Linked DNA regions of Mus musculus: regions 2 and 3 are each linked to region 1. The links are chromatin contacts, called in public Micro-C maps. All regions are on one chromosome and are shown on one strand. Each heading gives the region's core, a stretch centred on a gene start, on an enhancer-like site or on the middle of the called end of the contact. The rest is flanking DNA. Distances are from core to core; before and after follow the strand shown.

The links. Hi-C and Micro-C count contacts between places; a contact is called where the count stands out from the background.
Region 2: a Micro-C map of embryonic stem cells shows a contact between it and region 1, with 5 times the contacts expected there. The contact joins the promoter of Spast here to the promoter of Ltbp1 in region 1. A contact is called at or near these places in 2 of 39 promoter capture datasets (embryonic stem cells and stem cell-derived epiblast-like cells), 1 of 15 datasets of contacts at CTCF or cohesin (embryonic stem cells), 4 of 484 Hi-C or Micro-C datasets (the G1E-ER4 cell line and embryonic stem cells) and 3 of 115 datasets of contacts at active chromatin or transcription factors (embryonic stem cells and stem cell-derived neural progenitor cells).
Region 3: a Micro-C map of embryonic stem cells shows a contact between it and region 1, with 4 times the contacts expected there. The contact joins the promoter of Yipf4 here to the promoter of Ltbp1 in region 1. A contact is called at or near these places in 1 of 39 promoter capture datasets (stem cell-derived epiblast-like cells) and 1 of 484 Hi-C or Micro-C datasets (embryonic stem cells).

Annotation. Positions count from the first base shown.
Region 1 is chr17:75,003,898-75,007,815 of GRCm38.p6, forward strand. Ltbp1 (latent transforming growth factor beta binding protein 1) reads left to right here and starts at 1,632. Exons shown (of 34, transcript NM_019919.4): 1 at 1,632-2,464; 2 at 3,434-3,504. The coding sequence starts at 1,989.
Region 2 is chr17:74,337,280-74,341,197 of GRCm38.p6, forward strand. It overlaps Spast (spastin), which reads left to right and starts at 1,708. Exons shown (of 17, transcript NM_001162870.1): 1 at 1,708-2,166. The coding sequence starts at 1,758.
Region 3 is chr17:74,487,437-74,491,354 of GRCm38.p6, forward strand. Yipf4 (Yip1 domain family, member 4) reads left to right here and starts at 2,057. Exons shown (of 6, transcript NM_026417.4): 1 at 2,057-2,358. The coding sequence starts at 2,280. It also overlaps the pseudogene Gm6476.

The sequences.
Region 1 (3,918 bases), core at 382-2,881:
GATAGATACAAAGATGCTGTGTATCTGCTGGTCTTTTGCACAGCGGGCATTTGGTAGGCATTTGTTCCCTTGTACTTTTGCATCTAGAACTCAAAGTTGCAGACTTGGGACAGTGTCTTGACCCTTCTTTTCATCTGGTTCACTTTAACCCAGCTCTAAGGTTGGACTGGAGTTATCCTGTTCAGGGCTGGGAGGGGCTTTTCACCCAGTTTGTGTGTGTGTGTGTGTGTGTGTGTTGAGAAAGCAGAGCTTCTGAGAGGAAAGGTGAAGTGTCCGTGGCCTGTAGCCATTAGTGATCATTTTATCTGGAGCCCTGGTCTCCTCCCCGCGACCAGAGCTATTTCTTTGATGGTAGTGACTCTCTCAGACAGTGCTCCTTCTGGAAGCCTGTGTTCAGGCTGCTGGCCTCCAGGCCCACTTCCCTCAGAGCAAACGCTCACCAGTATTTCTGTAATGTGCAGAGAAAAGTAGGTGACTAGATTAGTCCTCAGCTTGGAATGATTTTTCCCACTATCAGTATTTCTGAAATTATTCTCACTTGCTATCAGTTGTCCTAAGCGGATGCAGGGAAAACCCTCAAACAAAGAACAATCAAAATTACTAATATGTGAGAAAACCCAAGCCTGGGAAAAGACCCTTTTTAATTCACTTAAAAATATTTATTTATTTTATGTGTGTCACTGCTTTGTCTGAATATGTGTATGGGCGCCTGAATGTCAGAAGAGAGCATCAAACCTCCTGGAACTGGAATTTTGGATGGTTGGGAATCTAATCCAGGTCCCCTGAAAGAGCAGCCAGTGCACTTAACCACTGAATTATTGCTCCAGTCCCGGGCCTTTAAAAAATTGTTTTAAAAAATATACAGTTATTATCATGGACTTTTGATTGCAGTCATGTAAAAACAGCATTCATTCTGTTGACATTGTCTTAATTCAGATGTTAGCAGTAAAGACGTCATTTCCTGGTTTTCTTCAAACTCTGTTTTGCACGAGAGAGAGAGAGAGAGAGAGAGAGAGAGAGAGAGAGAGAGAGAGAGAGAGAGAAATTCCTAAATGCTCCATTCCACTCCACTGCAAGGACCACCGGCAGGGCAGCCTCTGCGATTTTCTTCATCTACACGGGCGCCCCCTGCTGCCCATCCCGCATTCTTGACCCTCCAATGTCAGGAGCAGGGTACCACAAAGTCTTCCGGAGGTTGCAGTCCTAAAGAAAACCTTCCTTCAGACTAATAGAGCTAATCACTTTCCAATGGACAGCTCACGCTACCTCGGATAGCCTTTTCTGGGACCGGACCTAGTGTTTTAATCCAACTTCTGCAGACAGTATCCGAGCAAACTCGAGTAAAAGTGCCTGCGCTTCCAAACTGTATTACTCGAATCCTTTCCGGCTGCTAGAAGGAAAGGGCCGTTCCCTCACCTTGCTGAGCCCTTTGTCTTTTCCTGGCGCTGGGGAGCGGGAATCCCTGTCCACCCGACCCATAGCCCCAATATCTGGATGCGGAGGGTGGCGGCTCATTCTCCGGCTCATCTCGAGCTTTCCCCAATTAGGATTTGCTGCCTGACGTCACGTCTGCTGCAGATTGGCTGTTCAGATCTGACACAGGGCTCCACCGGGGAGAAGAAACTTTTAAAAGACTTTGCAGCCGGGGCTGCCTCTGAGCGTCCAGCGCTCACGGTCGTCCTTGCTCACCCTCGCGGGGTTGGCGCCCGTAGCACCCCAGCCGCACCCGGCGACACCTCGTCTGAGCCAGGGGACCCTCACCTTGAGCAGCTCGCGCCCCTCCCCTCCTCTCCACCCCAACTCCCGCCCCCTGCTCGCCTCCACTCCCGGCTGGGGTCCGCTGCCGCTCAGCCGCCCGCAAAGCTCCCTCCCCTGCGGCCACCCAGTTGGTCTCCACCCCGCGGCGCACGGGCTCTCCGCAGAGTCCTTGGGGATACCGAGGGAGCGCGCCGGGGCAGGACGAGCCGCGCGGCCGGAGACTGCCCGCGATGGCGGGAGCCTGGCTCAGGTGGGGTCTCCTGCTCTGGGCAGGGCTGCTAGCGTGGTCTGCGCACGGCCGGGTGCGGAGGATCACGTACGTGGTGCGCCCGGGCCCGGGACTGCCGGCCGGAGCCTTGCCTCTGGCTGGGCCCCCGCGGACCTTCAACGTCGCACTGGACGCCAGGTACAGCCGGAGCTCAACAGCCGCCTCCAGCCGCGCCTTGGCTGGGCCCCCAGCCGAGCGGACCCGGCGCACCAGCCAGCCCGGCGGCGCGGCCCTGCCGGGGCTCCGATCTCCGCTGCCACCCGAGCCCGCGCGTCCGGGGGGGCCCAGCCGGCAGCTCCACTCTAAGGCGGGTGCTCAGACCGCGGTCACTCGCTTCGCCAAACATGGCAGGCAAGTCGTGCGCTCCCAAGTGCAGCAGGACGCTCAGAGCGCCGGGGGCTCCAGACTGCAGGTTCAGCAGAAGCAGCAGCTGCAGGGGTAAGCCCACGCTCTGCCTGCCTCGCGCGCCGGGACCCGCCGAGGCCCGGGAACCGTCTCCTCCCCGCCGGAGGCGCTGCGGGAAGGGGTGGGCACGGGGGAAGCCCGCTCACTTTTTACTGGTGTTTAACTCTCAGTGCATTGTTACCCAGCTGCGGGGGAAACACAAAAGGCATTTATTTCTTCCCCGGGGCGTAACCTCCTGTGCGCAAACCCTTCTGCTCCTAGACTATGGGCGTAAACATGAAGTCACTACAGCTTAATCCCAAGGCATCAATTAAACTTCTTGCAACTCGGTTTTTTATTTTGGTTTACCTAATGAAAAAGGGATTGTGAGTGAAAGCTGGCTCTAAAGACCCAGCTCTCCTTGAGCATCCCAGAAATTGTATACTTGGGTTTCCTGGCACCTGTGGGTCCTAAATTGGTAAGGGGCTGGGGGTGAGACTCCACGTGAACAGCAGTAGGAATTAAAGTTTGTTATTCGGTGCTGGTAAGTATCCCCACTGAACGGCTTTAACCCCATTAATCACAAGTTAGGATGGGGGCGACTTAATTTGGACATACGCCCCCCCCCCCCCCCCGCAGGGATGGATTCTCGGGGTGATCTCACTCTTTTGGCAGCACGGGGGAGGGGGAGGGGCTGGGGGATACTACTCTCTGAAGCAAAGTGGGCCCAGAGAATATGAAGAATACATTTGACTCTGTTTTAATTTGGAGTTTAAGAGACAACTGTTTGTTTGGATTTTAAGACTCCATGCTTGTTTATGCACATCCCTTAGTTCCTCCATCCTTCCCAGGTGAATGGTCCCTGACCCTTCCACTTGAGCAACTTTGGGTGGAGCATCCTGGGCACACTTTGGAGCTCTCTCTCTAATCGAGAGGAATGTGTAAGCAAGAGATTGGCTTTTCAGGAACACTCTGAAAGCTTGAGTTCACTGCGCTGGACTCAGAGGTCTCGCTTTGTTTCAGGATCAACGTCTGTGGAGGGCAGTGCTGCCACGGGTGGAGTAAACCTCCTGGCTCCCAGAGGTGCACCAAACGTAAGTCACTGTACTCACAGCGGGCCTTGCACAGTGGACCAGGTGGGGCTGTGTGTGTGTGTGGGGGGGGGGTGGAGTGGGAGGAAGAGGGTCAGGTTGGGTTAGGGAGGTTCTACAGAGGCCTCTTGAAGAGGCAGGCACTGCCCCTGGGAAGGTGAAGTCTGAAATAGAGTACACCTGCAGCCTGTATAACCATCTAGGAAGGACTGGAGTATGTTTGTCCTTCAGGGTTATGGTATCCAGCATGCCCCTGCACTCAACCCCGATGCTTATGCCTGTCTCACTTGGGGGGGAAAAATCCCACTTGAGCATAGGCTGTGTGCCAAAACAAAATACGATTCATTTTATCGTGTTTGCACCAACGAATAAAAAGCATTCGTTGACATGATGGCAAAGGCGGAATGGGAAGTAGAG
Region 2 (3,918 bases), core at 458-2,957, 670 kb before region 1:
ACGACATGATTGATTTCACACAACCACTACTATATGGTTCAAAAGAGAATCAGAGCTTACTGGATAAAAGGAATTGAAAGGAATACAAATTTGAAAGACAGAAAACATTTCAGAATGTGAAAAATATAATCAGGATCGAAGCAGAAAAGAAGGCAGGCAGCAGTGGGAAACAATGGACGTAAATTTTGCAGCAATCTATGATATTTATATTGGTAGGGAATATAGTTTCAGCAGAATGCAGGGATTCTCCTATGCGCTCACAGGGGATCTGTATGCCTCACACTGGAAACAATAGAGACTTTGTGTTAGTAGTCACTCATTTAGGCAACAAGAAATAATTGTGGCAAACTGAAATGAGAGGGGGTGGTTTTGTTTGTTTGTTTTTAAAGACAGGGATGAGGGGAGGGGGATGGGCGAGGGAGGGAGAAAGAGGAAAGACTGAATAGTTTATTGGATAGGCAATATAGTCTAGGAATCCAAAAACTCTGGGAATACAGATGGCATCGACTGGCTCTTAGAGCTTTTGATTTCAACTAACTTCTATTTCCAGATGCCAGTTCGCAGGAGTCTGACTGGCCCACGGTTTGTTTTCCTCTATGTGATCCAGGATCTGTAGAACAACTGCTGATCATTAGAATATGGGAAATATTGAGTAGATAGATAGTCTACCAAAGGAAGAAATGGTGAAGACATATACACACATCCACGTGCACACACAGATAGTATGGATTCTACCAAGTATGGTAACTAGGCAAAACCCAAGAATGACTGCATTCACATAACTAATCCTGAGATAACACAAACGTGTAATAGGTTAGTTGAAAGTAGGGTTCGTGGTCCTCGTGGTAATAAAGTTTTCCCTTTAGGATGTCTTGAACTTTGTCTCTGCAACTTGTTTCCCTCTCAGCTAACATACCCAAATTGCTACACACTGCCTCTGATACGAAACTCAGATCAGCCATCCTTTGCAAAAGACCTATTGGCTCAACCAGCAGAAAACAAAGATATATAAAGCAATAGGAGTGATGATGCACACCTGTAATCCTAGTTTTGGGGAGACGGAGGCAGAAAGATCAGGAGTTGAAGGCCTCCTTCCTCAGCTACAAGAGGAGTTGGAGGTCAGCATCTCACACAAAGGCAAACAACCGCACTGCGAGACAGCAGACCTGAGCACTAGTAAAGCCACTCAAACGCTGTTAACCCCCATTTAAAAATTTATTATCAAAGCTCCCTATTCCGATTCTTCAAAAGTCGAAGAACCTGCGGAGCGACGAACCCCTGGGACCATCGCAAGCCGAACCGCGCCTACAGAACTGAGGTTCCCAGAGAAAGGGGCATAGCAGGGGCGTGGGGGGTAGGAGGATGCCGCACATGCGCACAAGCTCCCAGGTCAACAAAGACGGCGGCGTACGCGCGCGCACCAGAGCCATTCACCGAGGACGTGCGCGTGCCCGGCCGCCGCAGCGAGGTGCCAGCGGCCCAGGGGACAGAAGGAAAGGAGGGGCAGGAGCCACCGGCCGCGGCGGGAGGAGGAGGAGGAGGAGGAGGAGACGGGGTTGTGCTCCTGGGCAGCTGAGGAGCGAGGGGCGGGGCCGGCGAGCGGCGCGTGCAGGTGCCAGGCTCCCGGGCTCCGGCTGGCGCGCGAGCGGCTCCGTGGGCCCCCGCCGCCGCAGTGGCAGTGGCCGCCGCCGCCGCCGCTTGGTCGCCGTCGGTCTGCGGGAAGCGGGTTATGGCGGCGGCGGCAGTGGGAGCTGTGAATGAGTTCTCCGGCCGGACGACGGAAGAAGAAAGGCTCGGGCGGCGCGAGCCCGGCGCCCGCCAGGCCTCCGCCCCCCGCCGCGGTCCCCGCCCCTGCCGCCGGCCCGGCCCCTGCGGCCGGCTCGCCGCCTAAGCGGAACCCGTCTTCTTTCTCGTCCCCGCTGGTCGTCGGCTTCGCCCTGCTGCGCCTGCTGGCCTGCCACCTGGGGCTCCTCTTCGCGTGGCTCTGCCAGCGCTTCTCCCGCGCCCTCATGGCCGCCAAGAGGAGCTCCGGGACCGCGCCGGCGCCCGCCTCGCCCTCGCCCCCAGAGCCCGGACCGGGTGGCGAGGCCGAGAGCGTCCGCGTCTTCCACAAGCAGGCCTTCGAGTACATCTCCATTGCCCTGCGCATCGACGAGGAAGAGAAAGGTACTACTGGGGGGCTGGAGGGAGGCCGGCGGGCTGGCCGGGGCGGGCGGCCCTGGGAGGACGCCACTTGCGTCCCTTTCCTGCACCCCCGGAGTTGATCTGCCTCGGGAGTCCGAGTCCCCACAGGCCAGATCCTGCTGTGCGACGCCTAGTTAGTTGATCCTCACCCCTTTCAGGGCGCCCTGACTCGACTTTGTTTCAGCACCCCCACACTTGTGCATGACCCAAGTCCCCGTGAGACACCCAGGCGTGCTGGTGACAGTGACAGTTGGCCTAGAGTGACCGACCACACGGGATTCTTTCTAACACTGTAAACAGTGTTGCTTTCTCTGAGCTGGGCTTCCAAAAGGTTTTGGTATCGAAACAGCTGTGTATAAACTTCATTGAGAAGGGTTCTGTAGTGTTTGGAGAGGAAAAAAAAAAGGGGGGGGTTGACTTGGATTTGAAAGGAGTAGTAGCTCCTTATACTTAGAGCCGGATTTGCCATATTCTGAAGTTTCATGAATTATTTTTACCAATATAGTGAGTCTTGAAGATTTCTTTTTTATTGAGCTGTATTTCAACCGCTAGTTGCTTTAGTTTTTACTATTTTGTTATTTTTATTTTATTCCAAGGCACTCTCGAGTTTCTAAATTTTAATGTTAAAAATATTAAATGAATGAGTTGGGTAAACAGGCATATATCATTCTACCATAGAAGATAAAACAAACGCTCCTGCCTCGCAGTGAAGGCAGGAATACTGCATACTTCAGGTTTCCTTCAAGCAACATCTTTTCTTCGCCTTTCTGTGTGGCAGGCATTGTCAATTCATTTTGCATGTGTCTTTGATCCTCACAATAATTCTGAGGTCAGAGTACTATCAGTACAGGTCTTTTACAGATGAAATTACTACTTACAAGATGGAAACAGGTGACCCCAAATCTATGCTAATCGTTAATTGAAAACTTGTGTGGGAAATGCTAAGTGGGGTTTAGAAAGCCTTATGTCTCTTATTGTCACCCACAGTAGCAGACACAGGAGAAGAGTAGTTTGTGCTTGTGAGAGCAAGCTTTTTGTGCTTAGCTCTTCAGTACTTTTTGGGAGCATAGAGTGATCACTTGGGGAGGATGGAGAAGGCAGTCCTCCTTTCATCCCTGAGATGAGCCCAGATCCCTTAGGGGTTTGTGGATGTAGTTCAGTGATACTGTGTGCTAGGAGGCTTCAGAGCTTGGGTTTCCTTCTTAGTGTCTTGGAAACAAAGCTAACAAACAAGCATTTAAAAAATTAGTTACATCCATTTTCTGTTACAAAAGAAATAAAGCTGGAGTCAGTGGTGGTGGCGGAGCGCGCTTTTAATCCCAGCACTCAGGAGGCAGAGGCAGGCGGAGCTCTGTGAGTTTGAGGGCAGCCTAGTCTACAGAGCGTTCCAGGACAGCCAGGGCTACACAGAGAAAGCCTGTCTTGAAAAACTAAAAAAAAAAAAGTACAGAAATAAAGCTGGGGTGGGGAGTAGTGGCAAAGACAAGCTGTAACCTTAGCCCTCGGGACAGTGAAGACTGCTGCCGTAGGCGACATAGCAAGACCTCATTTCAAAACAAAGCAAAAAGTAAATGGAATCTATATTTTCATGGTTCTCTTCTAGCCTAAAGTTTTTCCCCTTAGCATATGAGAAAATTTTGTCGCCTAGTTTTAATTCCATAATTGAAAAAGAGTTCACATTTGAAGTCTGTCAGCCTTTCGGCTACATTTCACAACTCGGAGCTTACTTCCAAG
Region 3 (3,918 bases), core at 807-3,306, 520 kb before region 1:
GGAAATGACAAGCAAGGTTTTCCCATGAAGCACGGTGTTCTGACCCATGGCAGAGTGCGCCTGCTGTTGAGTAAGGGGCATTCCTGTTACAGACTAAGGAGAACTGGAGAGAGGAAGCGCAAGTCTGTTCGCGGATGCATTGTTGAAGCTAATCTCAGTGTTCTCAACTTGGTTATTGTAAAGAAAGGAGAGAAGGATATTCCTGGACTGACAAATACTACTGTGCCTCATCGGCTGGGACCTAAAAGAGCTAGTAGAATCCGAAAGCTTTTTAATCTCTCCAAAGAAGATCATGTCCGCCAGTATGTTGTCAGGAAGCCCTTAAACAAAGAAGGTAAGAAGCCCAGGACCAAAGCACCCAAGATTCAGCGTCTTGTTACTCCACGCGTCCTGCAACACAAACGCCGACGTATTGCTCTGAAGAAGCAACGCACTAAGAAGAACAAGGAGGAGGCTGCAGAATATGCTAAACTTTTGGCCAAGAGAATGAAGGAAGCCAAAGAAAAGCGCCAGGAACAGATTGCCAAGAGACGTAGGCTGTCCTCTCTGAGAGCTTCTACTTCTAAGTCTGAGTCCAGTCAAAAATGAGTCTTTAAGAGGAACAAATAAATAATGACCTTGAATCTTAAAAAAAAAAAAAAAAAAAAAAAAACCCCTCACTGGAGAGATGTATTGGAGGGTAGTTATACAAAAGGCTGCCTCTGATGCACAGTGGCAAGCTGTGAAGGCTTGGCCTATATAAATGGTATGGCACATGTACACAGGAAGACTACTCCACCTGTGGTAACAGTGGAAATAAATTGAATTTGGCCGCTGGTGATGACATGGCTGCTGTCGCTGTTAACAAAGCTGGGCTAGGGGAGTACCAGGCTAAGGAATGTGGGTGGCACTCGGTTTACCAACATACACACATATACAGAAGTTTAGAAAAATGAAAAGCAAAATTTAAGATTATAAACATAGACGAGTAACTAGGAAGTTGGTTTAGAGGTTAAGAGCTCTTGCTCTCTTGTAGAGACTTGAGTTTGGGTTCCCAGAACCCGCATTGGGTGTCTGCAGGAACCGCAGTTCTGAAGGATCTGAAGCCCTCTTGTGCCTTCTGCAGGCATCTGCACACACACATACCCTCAAGCACACACGCATAGCCTTTAAAAATAAAAACCGGGCTGGAGAGATGGCTCAGTGGTTAAGAGCACCGAATACTCTTTCAGAGGTCCTGAGTTCAATTCCCAGCAATCACATGGTGGCTCACAACCATCTGTCACGGGATCCAATGCCCTCTTCCTGTGTGTCTGAAGAGAGCAATGGTGGTGTACTCTTGTATAAAATAAATAAATTAATCTTAAAGAAATAATAAAAACGTAGGTGAATTTGCAAACTTTGGGTAGTTTATTAGGGAACAGATGAAATCAGCAGCAGGCAAAAAGCAAGGGCTTCTTTGCCCTAATTTATCCTTTCTGGACTGCTGCCTTCTTCATAAATTAATTTGGCCAGAGTACTTAAACCGTAGGTGGAAATTTACAGCTTTACAATGACCATTCTCCGGCCTCTTAATTTTGTTGATAAGGAGACTAAGCTTTGTCACGACACATAATTTCGTAAACATCCTATATAATTAATATATAGAATTATTGTGGCAGAATCTTGTGGTCGGAAATGAGGGGTTGAAGTCCTAAAACTTAAGTAGTTTGTGTGTGTGTTGTGTGTGTGTGTGTGTGTTGTTTTTTTTTTTTTCCTTTGAAAAAAAAAGGGCCTCACTTTTTTGCCAATGCTGCCTCGGCCTCTCTAGGAGTTCCGGGAATTACAAGCGTGAGCCATCAAACGACTAAGCTCTCAAATTGTGTTAAACAACAACGAAGAAGATATGTTTATAAAAACTCAAACAGGGAAAAAGGTAGACAGAATTATTTAAGTAAACAGCTGATGAGGGCGGAACAGAGATTTCAGAGGCCACTTCCGGTGTTGGAGTGGTTTCCGGAATCAACACAGAAACAGCCAATCAGAATCTTCTCGCGGGAGCCAATAGTCGAGCAGATTACAAACAGCCAATCCCGGCGGCGCTGTCACTGTTATGGTCCTGTCAGGGCCCCGGCGTCGTGGTGCTTGGGTGCTCGCCACCGGCTGGCCTCGGGTGCGACCTGGTCGGCAGCCAGAGGCTGCGCTTAGCTCGCGCGTCCCCTCCCTCGGCCGAGCCCGCGCCTCCTGGCTCGCAGGCCGCCCCTTAGCAGGTCGTCCCGGAGCCCCGGGCCCAGCCGCTCGTCAGCACCGAGGCCGGCGGGATGCAGCCTCCGGGCCCGCCCCCGGCCTATGCGCCTGCCAACGGGGACTTCACCTTTGTGTCTTCGGCGGACGCGGAAGGTGAGGCCGAGGCTGACCTCCGGGGCTCCGGGGCGGGGGGTTGGCAGAGCTGGGGGACTCCGCCCCTGTGCTCCCTGGGCCTTCCCGGAGGCCTCTGGGGACGAGGCAGGGTGCGGGGCGCCGGCGCTGCGGGCTGGGGTCCCCGGGTGTCCTGGTTCACCAGGGAACCCGCCGATCTGGTGGAAGGAGTTCTTTCTGAACTCCGCTCCGCAGTTACTCAAAAGAGTGAGGGATCTAAGGGAGAACAAAGTGGGGCTGTGTGGCTCTGCTATTAATAGGAAAACCTTCCCGACTGAGGTGACTTTTGGCAGGTTATGGAAAACTTACTTGAAAGGAGACGTGCTTTTATTTATTTATTTTTAATTGAACTTGATTTCTTGCCCAGATCCCTGGGTCCACACAGTTTGTAGTGTTTGGTCCCAGTGTTCAAAAAACTGTATTCAGGAGCATTTGAAACTTGAGGAATTCAACTTAGTGTTCCCAACAGTGTCTATAGACTTGGCTTGTACTGTTTGGAGCAAGCGACTGTGCTTGCTTAAAACAAAACAAACAACAACAAAAACAGGGAGAAAAAAAAAAAACAAAAAACGTTTCTACTGTGGGAAATTTCCCCCACCCCTCATTAGTTCAACTCCTTGTAACCTGGTTTTGGATTTTGCTTTTATTTAATCTTATTTACTTACCAGGGACCAGATTTTTGACTGCCCAATATGAAAAAACAAGTTGATTTCGATATAGACATGGAAATACCTGGTGATGAACCCCTTCGACCCCAGCACTTGAAAAGCAGAGGCAGAGAGATACCTGAATTAAAGGCCAGCTTAGACTACACAGTTATCAAGTTCTCTGCCTGCCGGGGTTACATACTGAAACCCTGTCTCAACAAAGTAGAAAAGAAATTTCAGTTTAAAGATGAACGTGAGTTTTCTCAGAAATCTGATTTCTTTCTTTCTTTTTTTTTTTTTTTGTCTTTTCGAGACAGGGTTTCTCTGTGTAGCCCTGGCTGTCCTGGAACTCACTTTGTAGACCAGGCTGGCCTCGAACTCAGAGATCCACCTGCCTCTGCCTCCCGAGTGCTGGGATCAAAGGCGTGCGCCACCATGCCCGGCTAGAAATCTGATTTCTATAAATATGATTTGTTTCTTTCTTAGTTTTTTTTTTTAACTCTTTCTTTGGTTTTTGTATTTTTTTTTTCATTTTTTAAAAATGAGACAGGGTCTCACCATGTAACTCTGTTTGGCTTAGAACTTTATGTAGACAAGGTAACCTCTGTCTCCCTACTTCAGGGATTAAAGGCATATACTACCTCATACAGCTCAGCCCCGATTTTAAATTTTAGTCTGAGACAGTCACACTAAGTTACTCAGGCTGGCCTTGAACTCAGCATGTGACCTAATATTGCCCTGAACATGCTCTCTTTCCTCAGCCTCCGGAATAACTAGATGTCCATAGTTTATGTCAGACAAATAGATAATGTCGTATCTGGTTTATGTTTGCAGGCCAGCAGAATTAACATTACCTGGCACATATCTAGATATAATCTCCCTTAATGTGGATTTA